Linked DNA regions of Mus musculus: region 2 is linked to region 1. The links are chromatin contacts, called in public HiChIP or PLAC-seq maps. All regions are on one chromosome and are shown on one strand. The core of a region is the stretch at or near the end of the contact, and the rest is flanking DNA. Distances in the headings are between cores, read along the strand shown. Region 1 holds the start of Mcrip1 (MAPK regulated corepressor interacting protein 1). Region 2 overlaps Aspscr1 (alveolar soft part sarcoma chromosome region, candidate 1 (human)).

Region 1 (4,852 bases), core at 1,811-4,310:
TCCTAGCTCTCAATACTTTTTTTGCAGTTGTTTTGAGATAGGTTGTGTGTGTGTGTGTGTGTGTGTGTGTGTGTGTGTGTGTGTGTGTGTGTAACAGCCCTGCCTGTCCTGGAACTCTGTTAGATCAGGCTGGTCTCAAACTGAGATCTGCCTGCCTCTGCTTTCTGAGTGCTGGGATTAAATAAAGGTGTGCAACACTGTGCCTGGCTGCTCTTGATACTTTTCAATGTGACTGTTTGGGTAATAGGATAAGGTCATATTGTAGTGCACTGTGCCCTAAATCTTTGTAAGAACATTTATGCCTTTGTAAGGAGCTATCTGAGCCAGATGTGACAGCACAGGCCTGTAATTCTAGCACAATTTTGAGGAGCCTGAGGGAGAATTCTGAGTTCAGGACTGGCCAACCTGGAAAACAACTACCTTCCCTGGGGGTGGGGGGAAATAAAAAAAGTAATGGGGTAACTGACTGTGGTAGTGCACCCTCGTAAACTCGCAGGTGGTAACTGAGGGCAGGATGCTCAGGAGTTTGCCTGAGTTACAAAGAAAAGTGTATGTGTGGGGGCATAGGATTTGGACACAGGCGTAGACAGCAGCGTTAGATATGAATGGAGGGATTGTGTGATACTTTTAGAAGCCAAAGAACACCAAGGACTGAGGCTGGTAAACTCTGGTAAGCTTGGTGCAAAGGCTCCCTCAGAACCTCAGAAGGAGCCCTTCCTGGTATGAGGCTGCCAGCCACTGCAACCATGAGGGTTTAAGTTCTGGCTTAACCCAATCTGCAGAGTCCACCATTAGCATTCAGGGATGCAGGGGAAGCTGTTGAGTTGGGAGCTATCTGTAGCTCCACAGCCAAGCTTCTGGGCTCCTCTGGCCCAACTCTGTTCTTGCATTCTGTCTACCTGGTAGTCTCATACCCCCAAGCCAAGCATCGCCTGACACCACAGTTGAACCTGTTGTAAAAGCAAGACAGCTGGCAAAGAAGCTGCAGGAAGCTTTGTATGGGGTCCTTCCCTTTCTTCACCCATAATGGAAACCATCCCCTGACTCTTAGGATCAGACTGGATATCTTCAACATGAGTCCATAGGCTGTCCAGAAAACAGAGGCAGTATGTGTGTGTGCTGGGTGAGTCCCATAGGACTAGTAGTGTTGATCTGTCTGTAGAGTTGAGATGTCAGTATGATGCACCCTAAAGGCAGTTTTGGGAATCTACTCTTGGAGAGGTGAGAGTGACACATTGGGAAATGGACAGGGCTGTGACCTCCTAAATGACAATGGATTGGTGCTCTTCAGATGGGGAGGGAGCTCAGCTCCCAGTAGGTAGACAGGTGATCCATCATCCTTTAAGCTTAGACCCTCTTGATGCCCTTGAGCTCACATCCACAGCTTTCTTCATGGACTCTCTCCTAGTCCTTCTGTCCTCTATAAGGCACCTTCTAGGTCCAGCTGCGGAGAGGGAGTAGTAGCCAGGAAGGATCTGACCCCTTTGGCCGGACATAGTGACAGGTGTGCTGAAAGATGAGCCACTAAACATGATCCTGTGCTCAGGGAGCGCGGAGCAGCTCAGTTTCAGCCCCTCGCGTCTGCAAGCATGACTGCGTGGCTTTATATAGCCTCGCAAGCCCTTTATAAGCTGGAATCGAGGTTCTGTCGAGCAGGAGAGCTTACACAGATCTGGTCTGGTAGGGACACTTTCTCACTCATACCCACAGAGATAGCCCACCTCAATCCCAGGATGCCCAGCCGAACGGTCCGCTATGCTCGCTACAGCCCCCGACAGCGGAGGCGGCGGATGTTGGCCGATCGGAGCGTGCGCTTCCCTAACGATGTTCTCTTCTTGGACCACATTCGACAAGGCGACCTGGAGCAGGTGGGACGCTTTATCCGGGCTCGGAAAGTCTCCCTAGACACTATCCATCCCTCAGGTGAGTAGATAACTGAGAGTCTGGCCTTCTGTCCATAAGGAGGCAGGGGAGATCCTCTTCTGAGGGTTACAGCTTTGACCCTGTGTTCCCACCCTGCCCAGGACTGGCTGCTCTGCATGAAGCTGTGCTCTCTGGAAACCTAGAGTGTGTGAAGTTGCTAGTCAAATACGGGGCTGACATTCACCAGCGGGATGAGACAGGCTGGACACCACTGCACATCGCTTGCAGTGATGGGTACCCTGACATAGCCAGGTGAGACTATGGAATGTGGTTCAGAGGTTTCATCCTAATCTCTCCAGGTGGACCCCCCCAAAATATGGCTCTGAGGATGTAGGCATCAACTCAGGGATTCTGGCAGTTTCTACCCGATTGCAACATTAGAGCAAGCCGGAAAATCTGGCCACAGCTTCCAAGGGGTCAGGTTTCTTCCTCCTCACTCTGCCTGGAAAAAACAAACAGGTGACCCCAATATTCTAGCCTTTTGGCCCCGGAGTGGGCTGAGTAGGCTTTAACCACCTGCCCTTCACACCTCAGGTATCTCATCTCTTTGGGGGCAGACAGAGATGCAGCCAATGATGATGGCGATCTGCCCTCCGACCTTATTGACCCGGACTTCAAAGACTTGGTGGAACTCTTCAAAGGAACCAGCATGGACTGAGCCAGGAGAGCCCTTTGGGGCTTGCGCCTCCTTGGAGAAGTGGCAAGCACCTTGCCCCAAGGACTAGAGTGCCCACTGGATGTGCAGTGAGGCAGCCAGGCTGGTTAGGACTTGTGGGGAACGACCCTCTTGCCCCTATACCCATTTCTCTGGCCTGGCTTTTTCTCCAGGTTTGTTTGTTTTTTAATGGTGATACTTTTTACTTTTTCAATAAACATAATTCCCAAGCTGTGATGATGACTTGATTAGCGCAGTCCAGTACAAAACCATCGCCAGGTACGCGGGGGCTCGCTGGCAGCGCAGGGCCGGGGAAATGCGTGTCCGGGGCCGGTGCGCCGATGTTCTTGTTCAGAGATGCCCGGCAACCCCTCCCTTCCCCCGACACCCACCCGTGTTTCCGGGACGACCTCGCGCGCCTCCGACCTCGCCGCACTCCGTTCGCCAGCGATCACGTGGCCCGCGCCGTTTGCGCCTGCGCGCCGCGTCACTTCCGGCCGGCCCACTGGAAGCGGCGGCGGCGGCGGCAGCGGCGGCGGCGAGGAGGGCGAGGTGAGGAAGGCGCGGCGCGGAGGCACGGCGGGGCGGGGCGCTGCAGGCTCCGTGGGACCTTGGCCGCCCCGCCCCGCCCCGCCCTGGTGTCGCTGGGTCGCCTGGCCTGAGCGGGGAGAGACAAGGCCGGTGTCTCCACGGAGTGCGGACGTGGCGGCCGCCCCCCCACCTCCCCGGGAACCGACGCCCGCGGTCCCGGGGCAGCCTCTGAGGGCGCTCCCTGCTTTTGAGCTGCGCAGGCCAGCCTCCCCAAACCGCGCCGGTGTCCTTGCCGGCTACCTGCCCTGCCCACATCCCAGTTGTCCTGATGCAGTGGCTCTGCGCAAGCCCGGGGCCTGTCTGTGGGCAAGCTGGACATGCTGGTGGCCGGAAGTATCGTACCCTGTTGACAAAAGCAGCCCAGATCCTGGGGTGGTCGTCCGAGATAAAATGGTCTTCCCTCTGGACGCCATGTTTCAAACACAGGGCAGGCTCAAGCAAAGGCCCCCAGTGAGTTGAGATCAGCTGGTGGATTTCTGGGGAGTGTCCAGGACGTTTAGACAGCGATGTGACAGGAGTGCAACGAGAGCCAGGTCCTTCAGGAGAAGGAGTCTGGGTTTGGGTCCATTTAGGGAATATCTAATAGTTTGCTAGTCCCGGGAAAGAATAGGATACACGTTCTAGGTCTGATGACCTGCCACTGTCATCTGGAAGCAGGCCCGAGCTGTCACAGCACTGTGGCTCCTGCTTGGCTGGTCAGTCGCTATAAGCCTCACAATTTGAAGCAGGGAGTGGTGGCACACACCTGTCATGCCAACTCTTTGTGTGGTGGAATCAGAAGGATCAGAAATGTAAGACTAGCCAGGGCTACATGAGACCTTTTTTCTAAAAGGGGTGGGAAGAGGAAAGAAGGAAACAACAACATTTGGATAGTAGACGTTTCAGAAGAACAGAGTGACCAGCCATTGCACCATTGATTGTAGTGAGGGACCACTCGCATTGTCACTGTGGTGGGTAGCAAAGTGTGACCATTTAGCATCATGTGCCTGGCATATTGGATGTATTTAGAAGAGTTGATGTGGTCCTGGATCTGTCCCCCTACCCTGCCTTCCAAAGCCCTGGGTCCTATAGAAGTGGAGAGTTCTATAGAGAATAAACCCATTCCGGATCTCTCCCAGTAGAGGGGCTGTGAGCAGACCCACACGGGTGTCACTGGGAAGCAGCATTTCAGAGAGTTTAGGAACCTGATGTAGGATGCAGACAGGAGCTGAGGCAAACTCAGAGATAATGAGCACCCAGCACCCTAGCCAGTTTCTGCAGCCTTGAAGGCCCTGGAGTGTGTCGGGGCTGGGAGTCATTCAGATCAGCTCTCAGGTGACAGCTGTGACATCCTCTGCAATAGGACTGTGAGATGCCTTCTTCCTGGCCTGCTGTGATAGGACCATGAACAGTGTATAAAGTTCCCAGCACAGGGATTCCCTCTGTCCTCCCTTGCCAAGGCTCTGCTGTGGCCTTTGTGATTCTTGGTCCTTGGACATTTCTGGGTCTCCACCTCGTTTTAAGTATTAACTGATTCCACATTTACCATATACTCAGTGGTTAGTTGTTAGTTTTAACTGGGATAATGTATAAAATGTAGAATGGCTTTGTCATGTCCATTATCATGTTGACTGAAGAGCTGGAGGTCCTTTGTTTGAGGTATGGGCTTCATACAGCCATGCTTCAATCTTCATTGAAGCAGGA
Region 2 (4,621 bases), core at 1,693-4,192, 150 kb before region 1:
CAGGGGTTCCAGAAAGGAGAAACAGTGGAAGCCACCAAATTAGAGTGTTGGCAAAAACCCCAGTCAGCTGCCCCTACTGCCCTCTCACAGTCACAGCCCCAAAGCCAGGCTGACTCCACCTCTCCCTCCCTGGGGAGCAAGCTGGCCTTCCCTCTGCCCACCCAGGGACAGAGGAAGGGACAGCGTCACTCCTAATTGGCATCAATGGCAATGAAAATTACAAGGCAGACCCAGTCCATTTGCGGTACCCAGGAGGGAGGGATACCTCCTCTGTGCTGGGGCCACCCCATGGAGCCAGGCCTGACCAAGGTGCCAGTTGGGCTGGCAGAACCCATGTTGGGTCCTGTTCTGCAGACAAAACAGCTGTAATACCACAAGCCAAGCCCTGCAATGCTGACAACTTGGGGACAGGTTGTCTGGCTCTAAGAACAAGCTTCCCCTTGCCCTCCAGCAGCCTTCCACAAGTCAGGGCCAAGCTGCAGTGCCATCATTCTGAAGACGTCTTCAGGCTCAGGGAGGCTGACCCTTGCCTGGACAAGGTACTCGCCCTCGGTACTCCCACACTGGCTGTACTCTGATGCATACCTGTCTCAGATGTCTCCCTGGAAGTCCCTTCACTTGCCCCTGTCCATGGACACCATATCCCTACAATCTACTGAGCTTCACTATACTGCTCTAACCATGGAGCCCATCTGACCTTGGGCTACATGGCTAGGAAAGGCTGGCTCAGGCCTGGGCAGGGGCCATGGGTGGCTAACCGTGGACCCAGGGGGCTGCCCCCTTCAAAGCCACAGCCACAGAACAGCCACCATAGGCAGTCTGCCCCAGAGCTAGGCTGCCCCCGTAGCCACAGTGCCTACATTCCAGCGGGGCCATGAGCCTGCCCAGGCTCTAGTGAGAAGGCAGAATGTAACACGTCCTGAACTCTAAGCAACAGTCTCCGTGGACAGCCAGGCCAGGCCAAGCGGTGGCAATCTGGGATCTGAAAGCGCATGTAGCCTCAGGCACTCAGGCTCAAAAACCAGAGGAACTCAGGCAGACTCTCTTGCTGTCAGTTCAGGAACCTTCCTAAGGAACAGCATCAGGGAGGATGGTGGCTTGCTAGCTGCTTCCATGGGTACCTTTCATTGTTTGGGACACCTTCATGTTCTACTCAGGAAAACTGTCTACCACAAAGCCCCAGGAGCCCCGAGACCAGAAGGATAGGACACAGAGCCTACTCAGGACAGTTGTGCTGCAAGAGAGATGCACTAAGGTAAAAGGGTCTACTGGAACCTCCTGGCAAAGATCAGGCCAAGTGAGCTGCTACAGAGGGTCCAAGGCTCCAGAATCTTCCATGACACCTTGCAAGGCCTGCAGCTAGCCGACCGGAGGCATCACACTGCCACCAGGAGCAGCGGGGGAAGCCAGGGAACTCAGAGTGAAGAAGCTCCACCAGCCTCACAGTCTTCCCTCACAGCTTCCATCCAGGGCCACCGGACAGGGAGGGGCTGCAGCAGGGCAGTCAGCAGTGCAGAGGCCACACAGCTGTCCCCCAGCCATGCCTGCCTCTGTTTACTCAGGATGCTCTCTCTGCCAGAGCCTGGCTCCCATCTGCCATCCCGACAGTCTTACACACGACTCCCACCCTAGGTACTTATGGAGATGTTTCTGGATACAGAGCTCATATCTGGAGATGAGACATGAGGACAAAGAGAAGACACAGGAACAGTTGTGAGGGACAGTCAAGCCTGACAAGCCAGAGAGACAGCCAGAGCACCACTGGTACCTGAAGGAGAGAAAAGCCTGTCCTGCCATTCCTCCAACAGAAAACGGTTGGAACCCAAGACAACGTCCTAGAACCCTCCTGTGCTGTGGGAGGACACAAAAGGCTAAGCCACTGGGCTGAGGCTGCGAAGCTCAAGGGCTCCTAGGAAGCACAATGAGAAGCCTGGGCAAGAGACTCCCAAGGACAAGCCAGTTCCGTCAGAATAGGGGCTCAGGGTGAAGGGCATCTTAAAGAGCCTTTCCCCAGGAGGCCCATGCATGTCAGGCCCAAATCCTCAAAATAAGCCTACAGGGTCAGGGCATATGACAGTTGGTATGCGACTACTGAGAGAGTGCCTTAGGAAGAGCTGGCATAAAAGTGTACAGGTAAAGGTGGGTGGCCTGTCTTCCCTACCTGTGGGGCTGTGATGGACTGACACTGGGGTGAAAGAGCCCTTACTAAAGCCTGCACAGGGCTCTGACTCCAGGGAACCTAGGAACACAACAGATTCCGAGTCCTGGCTAGCAGTGAGGATCTTGCACTCTGACCAGAAAAGAGGCAAGGGGAGCAGGAAACAGCCAGGAAGAGCTGACCGGGACAGAAAGCAGTAGTCTCCCATATCCCACGTCCATAAATTCCACCACATCTGACCCCAGGCAATTGAGAACTAGGGCACAGGAGGCACGTAGAACAGCGCCCCTGCGAGGCAGGTGGGCGCCGCTGTAAGCAATCTCCAGGCTGGAGCCACCCCAGGGTGAGTGGGAAGTAGAGGTTAAAGAATCACTCCAAGCAGAGAAGGAAGAGAACTCCATGAAGCCTGGCCTGGCCAGCCCCGCAGGGCCTTGTGGCCGCAGGATTGCCCTACTCATATCAGAAATGGGCCTGCTTGAGTTTCCTCTTTTGACAGTGATTTTCCAGGACAAGATGACAGATGAAGAAAACATGAGAACACTCTTCAGAGGTGACCTCAATCTCAGAGTTTCCAGCTTCCCCATCGACACCCGCCTGCTCCCTTTGCTTGCGGCGCTGACAAGGGCTTTGGTGAGGGGAATGTGAAGCGTTTCCCCTGAGGCTTTGAGCTTACATGAATCACTACAAGAGGGATGCAGGCCAAACCTCCTGTTACTCACAGGGCTCAGCCACCCTTGGAAGGGAGGGCAGGAGGGGGGGAGGCGCCTGAGCACATGGACACCATCAAACGCCCTGGACAGCACAGCAGGACACAGTTGTGCCAGACTGACTCAGGCTTGGGGCAGCTCAGAGCAGCGCTGCTCCTTTCTAAGATACCTACCTCCACGGAGCGCCACCCCAGCACACTAACACACCCACTCCTAGGCAGGTTCCCATTTTCATGTCTATTGTTCCTCACTGTTTGGCTTCTCTACTGTGGATATAAATTATTCCTTCTCAAAAAAGTGACCAAAGCCTTTTTTAAAAGAAGAGAGCACAGCCAGGCATGGTGCACACCTTTAATTCCAGCACTCTGGAGGCAGAGACGGGTGAATATCTAAGTTTGAGGCCAGCCTGGTCTATAGAGCAAGTTCCGGACAACCAAGGTATGAGGAAAACCCCGCTCTTAGAGAAAAAACAACTCGGGAGGCAGAGGCAGGTGGATTTCTGAGTTCGAGGCCAGCCTGGTCTACAGAGTGAGTTTCAGGACAGCCAGGGCTATACAGGGAAACCCTGTCTCAAAAACAAAACAACAACAACAACACAAACAAACAAATAAACCAATAGAGTGCAATGGCACCCCTCGGCCGCAGCAGTGGTACGTGAACATCTGGTGCACTGCTGCGAAGCATCACAGGCACACCTCTCACCTCCCTAAACGTAACGGCTACACCAGGGATGGGATGGCAGGGCCTGGCCAGGCTGGCAGCTGCTCCTGAGTGCTCAGGAAAGATAAACCTCTACGTTGGGTCTAGTGGTAATCCTAGCACTCGGGAAGCAAAAGCAGAGGACCTCTCTGAGTCAAGGCGACCTGCTCTACATAGTAAGTTCCAGGCCAACCAAGGCCACGTAAAAGTTTAAAAGTCAAAACAAACAATAAAGGATAAATATTCAAGACAGGACAGAACACTGGACACTTTCACAGTACAAACTGGGAGCCCAGGTGAGGTGGAACAAGTTGGGGTCCTTGCACTACAACACCTGCCTAATGAGCAGGAGGCCCTGGAGTCTCTCAGTGAAGCCTCAGCACCTGCCAAAACAACCAGAAAGGAACTCGGAGGGAGAGCACAGCACGCACTGCTCTTACAGAAAACTCAAGTGCATTCTCCAGAACTCACAACCTCCTGGAACCCCAGCTCCACAGACCCAACGCCCTCTTCTGGCATGTGTGGGTACTGCACTGATGTACACATACCTACACAGTTATACACGTATACATATTATTGAAAATAGAGATAACATGGTAACACGTGCCTATAATTCCAGCACTCAGGAGGTAGAGACAAGTAGATCTCTGTGAGTTTGATACTAGCTTTGTCTACGTAGCAAGTTCCAGGCCAGCCAAGGCTCCATAGTAAGACCCTAGTCCCAAAACAAGCAAGCAAGCAAGCAAACAAGCAAGCAAGCGAACAAATAAATACAAATAAAAAACTTTAAAACAAAACAAACAAAAGACCAGACACTCAGTTGGCCACTGCAAAGCCGCAGTAGACTTTCCAATGAAGGAGTGGCCTGTAGCTCTCAAAAGTGAACTTGGTCCTCAGAGCCTGAGGCTATCCATAAACACCCAAGCACAGCAGGCCCACAGCTAGCCTCTGAAGAAAGATAACAGAAACAGAGACCCCTAGGGCAGAGTAGAGCAAACAGAATCACAGCATCCCCATGGGCATAAGAAGACTCCAGTCATCACAGACACCTGTCACC

Evidence for each region. HiChIP or PLAC-seq counts read pairs in DNA pulled down with a chosen protein or histone mark.
Region 2: a FOXA1 HiChIP or PLAC-seq map of pancreatic cancer cells shows a contact between it and region 1. The contact joins the enhancer-like site here to the promoter of Mcrip1 in region 1. A contact is called at or near these places in 10 of 39 promoter capture datasets (3T3-L1-derived adipocytes, the C10 cell line, the SN4741 cell line and 5 more), 7 of 115 datasets of contacts at active chromatin or transcription factors (the SCID.adh cell line, embryonic stem cells, microglia and 4 more) and 3 of 9 other capture datasets (adipose tissue, liver and pancreatic islet).

The regions. Positions count from the first base shown.
Region 1 is chr11:120,547,935-120,552,786 of GRCm38.p6, reverse strand. Mcrip1 (MAPK regulated corepressor interacting protein 1) reads left to right here and starts at 3,060. Exons shown (of 5, transcript NM_001033231.4): 1 at 3,060-3,130. It overlaps Ppp1r27 (protein phosphatase 1, regulatory subunit 27), which reads left to right and starts at 1,655. Exons shown (of 3, transcript NM_026814.3): 1 at 1,655-1,923; 2 at 2,025-2,175; 3 at 2,458-2,812. The coding sequence starts at 1,734. The coding sequence ends at 2,581.
Region 2 is chr11:120,696,197-120,700,817 of GRCm38.p6, reverse strand. The region is part of intron 7 of Aspscr1 (alveolar soft part sarcoma chromosome region, candidate 1 (human)); the gene reads right to left. Among named protein-coding and RNA genes, the nearest start is that of Cenpx, 15 kb to the left of the region's middle. Within about 2 kb of position 2,942, at least 104 of the 459 cell types and tissues checked have an H3K27ac peak or open chromatin away from gene starts, as enhancers often do. A contact at or near this core is called in the SN4741 cell line, adipose tissue and pancreatic cancer cells, where this site is marked.